Linked DNA regions of Capsicum annuum: region 1 is linked to region 2. Evidence: chromatin contacts called from public Hi-C data. All regions are on one chromosome and are shown on one strand. Each heading gives the region's core, a stretch centred on a gene start, on an enhancer-like site or on the middle of the called end of the contact. The rest is flanking DNA. Distances are from core to core; before and after follow the strand shown. Region 1 holds the start of LOC107857258 (AT-hook motif nuclear-localized protein 8-like). Region 2 overlaps LOC107854966 (copper methylamine oxidase).

Region 1 (3,280 bases), core at 373-2,872, 590 kb after region 2:
TTTCAAGTGCAAAAGAATATAAACACCGGAGAAGTACAAAAATCAGACCTGTCCTCGCCTGATAAACAACATATCCCAATGTGCTTCACGCTTTTTTTCTGCACAAATAAATGTAATATGAATGTTAATTTTCCAAACTTATATACCGTGTATCCGATGAATGCGTTATTACATGCACACCGTAAATGTTGAAATGACAGGAGCACTGATTATGCCATATGTGTCAAGAGCATCAACGTAAAATATGCAAACAACGCAAAAGGGTATGGTAAGTTGAGAGTTTTGAGATCCGTAACACATAATCCTCTCTATTCTTTACGCACAGGCACATTTAACCTGACCTTACAAGAAATACTTTACAACAACAATAACGACAACATACCCACTATATTCCCACATAGTGGGGTCTTGGGAGGGTAAAGTGTACGCAGACCATACCACCACCTCAGAAGCACCTTCTTATCACATAAAACTCCCGAAGCGAGCCTCCATTTCAACCACCCTGCCCCAATACGATGCGTGACATACTCATCAATCTCACCATTGCCCCGAATCAAACCCCAGATACTTTGAGCAATAGAAATTTTAAGAGGTCATAGATTGCGCAACATTTGTACATTCAGCTTTCTTTCTATTCAACTTCTATTTTATTTTATTTTTCATCGAGATGGGGGAGGAGAGATTTTCTTCCTTTTTCCTTTTGCGTAGATTAAGGGGATGGGAGAAAGTACAAGTTCCACGGGTTAAGAAAAAGGATTATATCTCTAGAAATCTAGAAAGAAAGAAAGAGAGAACCATTCTCCATAATCCTTTTCTTTCATTCATAGAGGTTTTGTAAAGTCTACAGATTTTGAAAACACGAGACTTGTGTGAAACAAACTCAGAAAAAATTCAAAATCAACAAAAATAGAACCAAAAAAATTAATTAGTCAGTACCATTAGCTTCATCTTTTTCCTTTCTAGGAAGCAACGAAGAGGCCGCAAGGGCAAGCAGAAATGGGCTATCGACTCCCATTTTCTTTTGTTGTTTGATATTTTTGATTCGAGCCGATATTACCGAGGAGAAGAGATATAGTCTTTAGAGGGGTTATATAATACAATCCAGACTAGATTACACACTGGGAAAGTAATAAATGCAGCTTATTTGGTTCGCAAATACAATTGGTTTTTTTCTAACTAAGGACAGAATTCAAATAAGCCCATATTGGAAAATCTTTGATTACTTCTTTATACAGACATAATCCTACTCATAGCATTAACAAAGCGCAATCCAAAATTTAGGATTTACCGGATCATATTTGATCAACATATGGTACCCAAATTGAAAGGTCGACTTTTCTCGCCCTTAATCCCCAACCCACTAGCAAGACGACAAAAGAAAACAAGAAAGAGGCATCCAATCAACGACTATAGTGACATCTTACTAAGGTTTATGCCAAACATTAAGAACACGTTAAAAAGCAGGTGTCAACAATTTGAATACACAAGAGATTAGGCGACAATGAGAACACAAGTGAATTCCCGGATACAGTCAAATTTGAAAGAATGGAGTTAACACGTGATGCAAGAGATAACCAAAATCCAAAAGTAGAATTAATGTAATAAAGTTAATAAATTCTGTATCAGAAAAGCTCAAACATAAGTCAATGTTTTCCCCAAATAGTAGAAGGTCACCTTGATCTCCATAAGCAGCATCTCAACAGTACCCAAAATATCCTTGCCTCATTCTGCTAAAAGAGAAACAAAGCTTTCTAATTAACCTGAACAAATAGCAATTTCCGTCCATAATTAAAACTAAGATTTAAAACAAAATACCTGAGGAAGAATTTATAGTTTTTCTATAGAATTTTCTCATCAAATTGAATTTGATGCAACTAGAGAAAAAGAAAAACTTACATAATATGAAAGCTGATCGGAAACACATTTTCTCTCAAGGTTACTTTTACACATAAAGAAGTTTAAATGACAATTTGTTAGCAGGTACTCAATCTCAACATTTGAGAAAATATGTACAAGATCTTGGGAGGTCGTTTGGGACCGTGCGCACTGGCCTAAAATATTATGTTAATAATACTTGTATTAATAATATTTGCACTAGTTATATTTATATAAATAATCTTTTTATATGTAATTTGATTTGATGCATTCAAATAACATAAATTATATAATTATTTTTAAAAAATATCTTTTTACAAAGATATTCTCGCAAGTATGGTGGAAAGAACTTGGAAAAGATTTTGAAATACAATTGTTGTTGTTTTTCGAGTACACAAAATCTATATTTTCACAACCTATTTCAACACAAGTTCAAGAAAAAATTAAGAAAACTTATCCAAAACCTTCAACACAAGATCAAAATGATCTTCCAAAGAAGTATATTTTCAGTCTTAAAGAAAAATAGATAAAGCAGAAAATTCAAGTCCTCCGAATTCACGGAGTGTCCTTAAAAAAATAATTTCCCTCAAATATCCGAGATTGTGGAATTTTCCTCCCAGGATAAAATGACTTCACAACCAGAATGTAGCGGTACCTCAAACTTTCTGGTTTTCTTCGAACTCACTCAACGGGAGATGATCACACAGAGTTTTTAGAAGCAAGAAAATATTTTTCTTATATAGAAATTTTTCATACTAAACCTGTGGAAAAAATGCAGGTTTATATAGCCATAAAGTGCCCCTTCCGAAAGGAGGCAATGGTTCATCCGAAAAGGTGTATCCCTTGGAAGAGTCATGTTTATTCATTCGAAACATTGTGTCTTTTTTTCTGAACAGATACCACTATCCGAACAGTCACTCCTTTTTTAAAATAATGTATCTTTTCCTCAAAAAGTTGTGTCCCTCTATTTTCCATTCGCACCAATTGAACCCAACAATCCCCCACATGAATGAGAATGACTATTCTTTGTAAAACCTTACGGACAAGTATGCGATCATCAAGCAAAAACTGATTGCATCTGGATAAGTGGGCTTCCCTTTGAACTTTTCATAGTGAATATGCATTGGATGCACTCATTCAATCATTAGATTTGATATCTTTGAACCGTTGAGCTTTAATGTACACCTAGACAACAAATGTCACACAATCAACCTTTTACCGTTTATGGTTCTCACGATTTTGTTCATTTTAGTCATGAATACGTTCCGGTCTCATGAGAGCTTAAAGAATAGGCCTTTACTAACATTCTCCTTAAAGCGGATTTGACTTCGCCCTCACATAGGTGATTTCTAAACGTTCAATCTTGTAAATTAAACTATTTGGTCAAATCTGCCAAATTTAGATA
Region 2 (3,729 bases), core at 270-2,769:
TCGGTTTGAGCCATGATGCTATGCTTCAGTACTTGAGCTGGCCTGTGCATATACAATTTTGGTTCCTTTGTCCTTGCCTTTCCAGATTTACGCATTGCTTATTTCCAGTTTGTTGGTGCAGCCACATGGATTCTTTAACTGCTCTCCAGCCGTTGATGTCCCTCCGCCTCTTGGATGTGACTTAGAAAGCAGAGACAGTGATGTCACAGAAAATAGTGTAGCAAAGCACACTCCCACTGGTTTGATGGCTAAGCTTTGAAAGAATTTTTCATATGACATGAGCCTCCCTCTCTTATTACTGCACCAACGGATATACAGAAAATAAAACTTCATTTTTCTTTTGATGGAGTATTGAATTAGTAGGTGCAGGGACATGGGATATTACTAGTCTAGTATATGGCATGTTTAAGCAAAGAAAGCCATGTTTTGTATTAATCTTGAACAATGTCACAAGAAAAACTAATAAAAGCCGGTCTTGGAGCAACTATCGGTCTTTGCATTCATCTGTACTATGTACTATATATGACCCCTTCACAAGCAAGGCTATTTTGTATACTGTGTGACACATGACCGTTAAACATATACTTTTTTCATGTCTTCTTAATAGCAGACTTGAAGTCTAATTTTCTGTAAAAGACTCAGATGAAATCATGAACAACGCAGGTGATTAAAGCTAAAGATTGGATCAAATTGGGTACATTATAAAATCGGAAAAGGGTCAAATATGGTTGTGTAGTTAGTTGTGTACGATCTAAACAAAGGCAGATAAATTATAACGGTGCAATCTAATTGTTGCAATTGGAATGCCCCAAGTTATATTACTTGTGGAAGTTTTAACCAATATGAATTACAATTAAATAGAAACACAAAAATAGTTTATGTTCTTTCTCTTTCCCTAATTTTCTAGTTTTGATTTGCCAGTAATGTCAAGAACAAATCGGAACCTAGCATCATTCTTTTCAAGTCTATTAAATGCTTCATTAGTTTTATCAGTTGATACAATTTCAATGTCACTCAAAATGTCTTGTTCTCCACAGAAGTCCATTCTTGAATCTCTTTTATGCTTCCTATGATGCTTCCCTTCACCGTTCTCTTCCCTATACATTGATCATCAAAACATTTTATTATTGAATTAGCTAATAAAGAAACTATAAAACAATCAAATACCCAATGTAATTCCACAAGTGAGGTTTGGGAAGGGTAAGATATATAAAGACCTTACATTTATCTTTAGTGGGAAAAAGGGATTGTTTCTAATAGACTCTCGACTCAAAAAAAGCAAGAAAGTAAGAAAGAAAAAGTGAGAACAAGATAACATTGCACACAACAAGTACTGTAACTTAGATATTAATACACATTGATGAGAAAAAAAAGAGAGGGAAAGAAAGAGAAAAGACTATGTGGTACCTAAATCATACTACTAGAAGTAGAAAACACTTGACTAACTCACTACGCTAGTCCTTGGCCTCCGTGTCTTACTATTGAGGATTAGGGGAAGTAAATAAATAAGTAAAAGGTTAATTAGTGTAACACGTACCATATATCAAGGGCAATATCGGAAAGTCCAAAGGCTTAGAAGGTGCACCCACCTTTGCTAGGGTTCCGTTTACCTTGAGCAACTCCAAGTAAGGCCCAATGGGGTGCTTTGTTGACACAGTGTCCACAATAAAGTCGAGGCTTCTCTTCCTCATCTATGAATAAAAACATTAGTTCTTTTTGTTCTCGTTTCTTTTTGTAGATTGTCAATATTGAGTACTTCATGTATAATAATAACATATTCAATATATTCCGATAAAATTAAATTGGGGAGAGTAAAATGTACGAAGATCTTACCTTTATATCAGGTAGAGAGGTGTATCACCCTCGACAGCATTGAGTACTTAGCTTCATGTAGTTTTGAAAAATAATAAATTAAAAATAGATTTCGTATTGTATTGTATTTATTTATTTATGTTTTAGAAATCTTACACCCACAATTGGTATGTTATTTTATTAAGTGGCATTTTATTAAACAATTAATCTCTAATTCAGTACTAGCCTCCAGAATGATATCATGCAACTCATTCATCATTTATTTCATGTAAAATCTAAATTATTCTATCTTTTTTCTTTAACTTTATGTAAAACATTTTATGTGACTACTTTCTTTTTAACTTTTTTCCCAAAAAACAAATTACAAGTTTTCATATTTGGAATAGTTTGACTTACAATTAACCTTTAATGACATTTTTTATAGTAATAAGAATGACGTCATAATGATGCTTTTATGATCATAAGTTTTAAAAGTTTTATTTCTTAAACTTTGTTATATAGTAAAACACCATCACATAACTAAATTGAAAAGGATAGAGTAGGAACTCTTTTTCAAAGATGGTCTTTTTTTCCCTGTAACTTGAGAAAAAGTTACTATCAATCATGCATATCAGGTTTATACATGATCTTCATATACGAGATTTAATTATATGAAACTATGAAATTTTAAGAAAGAGAAGAGACACTAATTACCTTCATTTCGTCCTCATTGGAGGTTAAAACAAAATCATCTGCACCTTATAGCTCCTTTGCATCTTTCTCTTTGGATGGAGAGGTGCTAAGCATAGTTACATGGTGCCCATACGCTTTGCCAAACTTTATAGCCAGATGGCCCAAACCTCCTAAACCAGCCACACCTATTCTCTTCCCTGATGTTTCTAACAAGTAGCTATCTTTCATAGGAGTGTACACTGTAATCCCAGCTCCTAATAGTGGTGCTGCTCTATCCAAAGGTAGGTTGTCTGGCATATGTATTACATATCTAAATCACCATAAATGTAACAACTTTAGATTTATAAAATCAAGAAAAATTTGAGGAATTGGGAAGAGGGAGATTTAATAGGACAAATCACCACCAACAGATTACAACTATTAATGAACTGAGAAGCGATGAAATAGGCATAACATGACTATGAGTTAGGGTTGACCAGCTTAGATATTTTAGCTATGCAGTAGATATAATTGTTTAATGAATAGTGTACGTACGTAGTTAGCCGCGTGTACAAGTTAGTTACAAAAAATTTGATTAGATGACAACTGGATCAGAGTAGTATAAATGTACTGTGATGAGCACAATGCAGTTATCATATTCATTTTTCCTTAACCAATAAGGTTCTTTCTATTATCTTCTTTTCTCAGCTCAAGCTCACCTCCAATGGCTGTCAATGGCAATTGAGCTGAAGCTGTTAGAGTGGGTAAAAGTCCCACATTGGTTGGAGAATGAACTTGTAGTTTGCTTATATGACTTGGGTAATCCTCACCTCTTGAACTAGTTTTTGGGGTTGAGTTAGGCCCAAGGTCCATTCTTGACTCTAGTATCAGAGCCAGATCCATCCCCGTTTTGGGCTCCCGATCCATGCATCAGGTGTCAGTTGGGCCTAGGGTGGTGGTGGTGGTGGTGGTGTTAGAGTGGGAAATGAACTGGTAGTTTGCTTATATCAGAATTTGAAAACTATTCAACCTAGAGAAGGTTTATGCGTATCTTGTTATAAGTTGGAGATCATTGATGCAAGCGGAAACAAGAGATGCGTATCTTGTTGTAAGTTGGAGATCATTGATGCAAGCGGAAACAAGAGAGATTTTTCTGCAAATATAGATGGGGGCAGATATGATGCTATTGTTATTGGTTGGAGTTTAGGTTCATTATCAAAGAAATTAAACACAAGAATTCTTTATGCACCGAGTACGAAAGTGAAT

What was found. Hi-C and Micro-C count contacts between places; a contact is called where the count stands out from the background.
Region 1: a Hi-C map of leaf shows a contact between it and region 2, with 2.0 times the contacts expected there. The contact joins the promoter of LOC107857258 here to the enhancer-like site in region 2. A contact is called at or near these places in 2 of 5 Hi-C or Micro-C datasets (leaf and placenta).

The regions. Positions count from the first base shown.
Region 1 is chr1:221,675,246-221,678,525 of UCD10Xv1.1, forward strand. It overlaps LOC107857258 (AT-hook motif nuclear-localized protein 8-like), which reads right to left and starts at 1,623. Exons shown (of 5, transcript XM_047409055.1): 1 at 937-1,623; 2 at 49-98. The coding sequence starts at 1,015.
Region 2 is chr1:221,081,157-221,084,885 of UCD10Xv1.1, forward strand. It overlaps LOC107854966 (copper methylamine oxidase), which reads left to right. Exons shown (of 12, transcript XM_047409026.1): 12 at 122-484. The coding sequence ends at 259. It also overlaps the pseudogene LOC124898821. Among protein-coding and RNA genes, the nearest start is that of LOC107854966, 18 kb to the left of the region's middle. Within about 2 kb of position 1,520, at least 4 of the 5 cell types and tissues checked have an H3K27ac peak or open chromatin away from gene starts, as enhancers often do. A contact at or near this core is called in leaf, where this site is marked.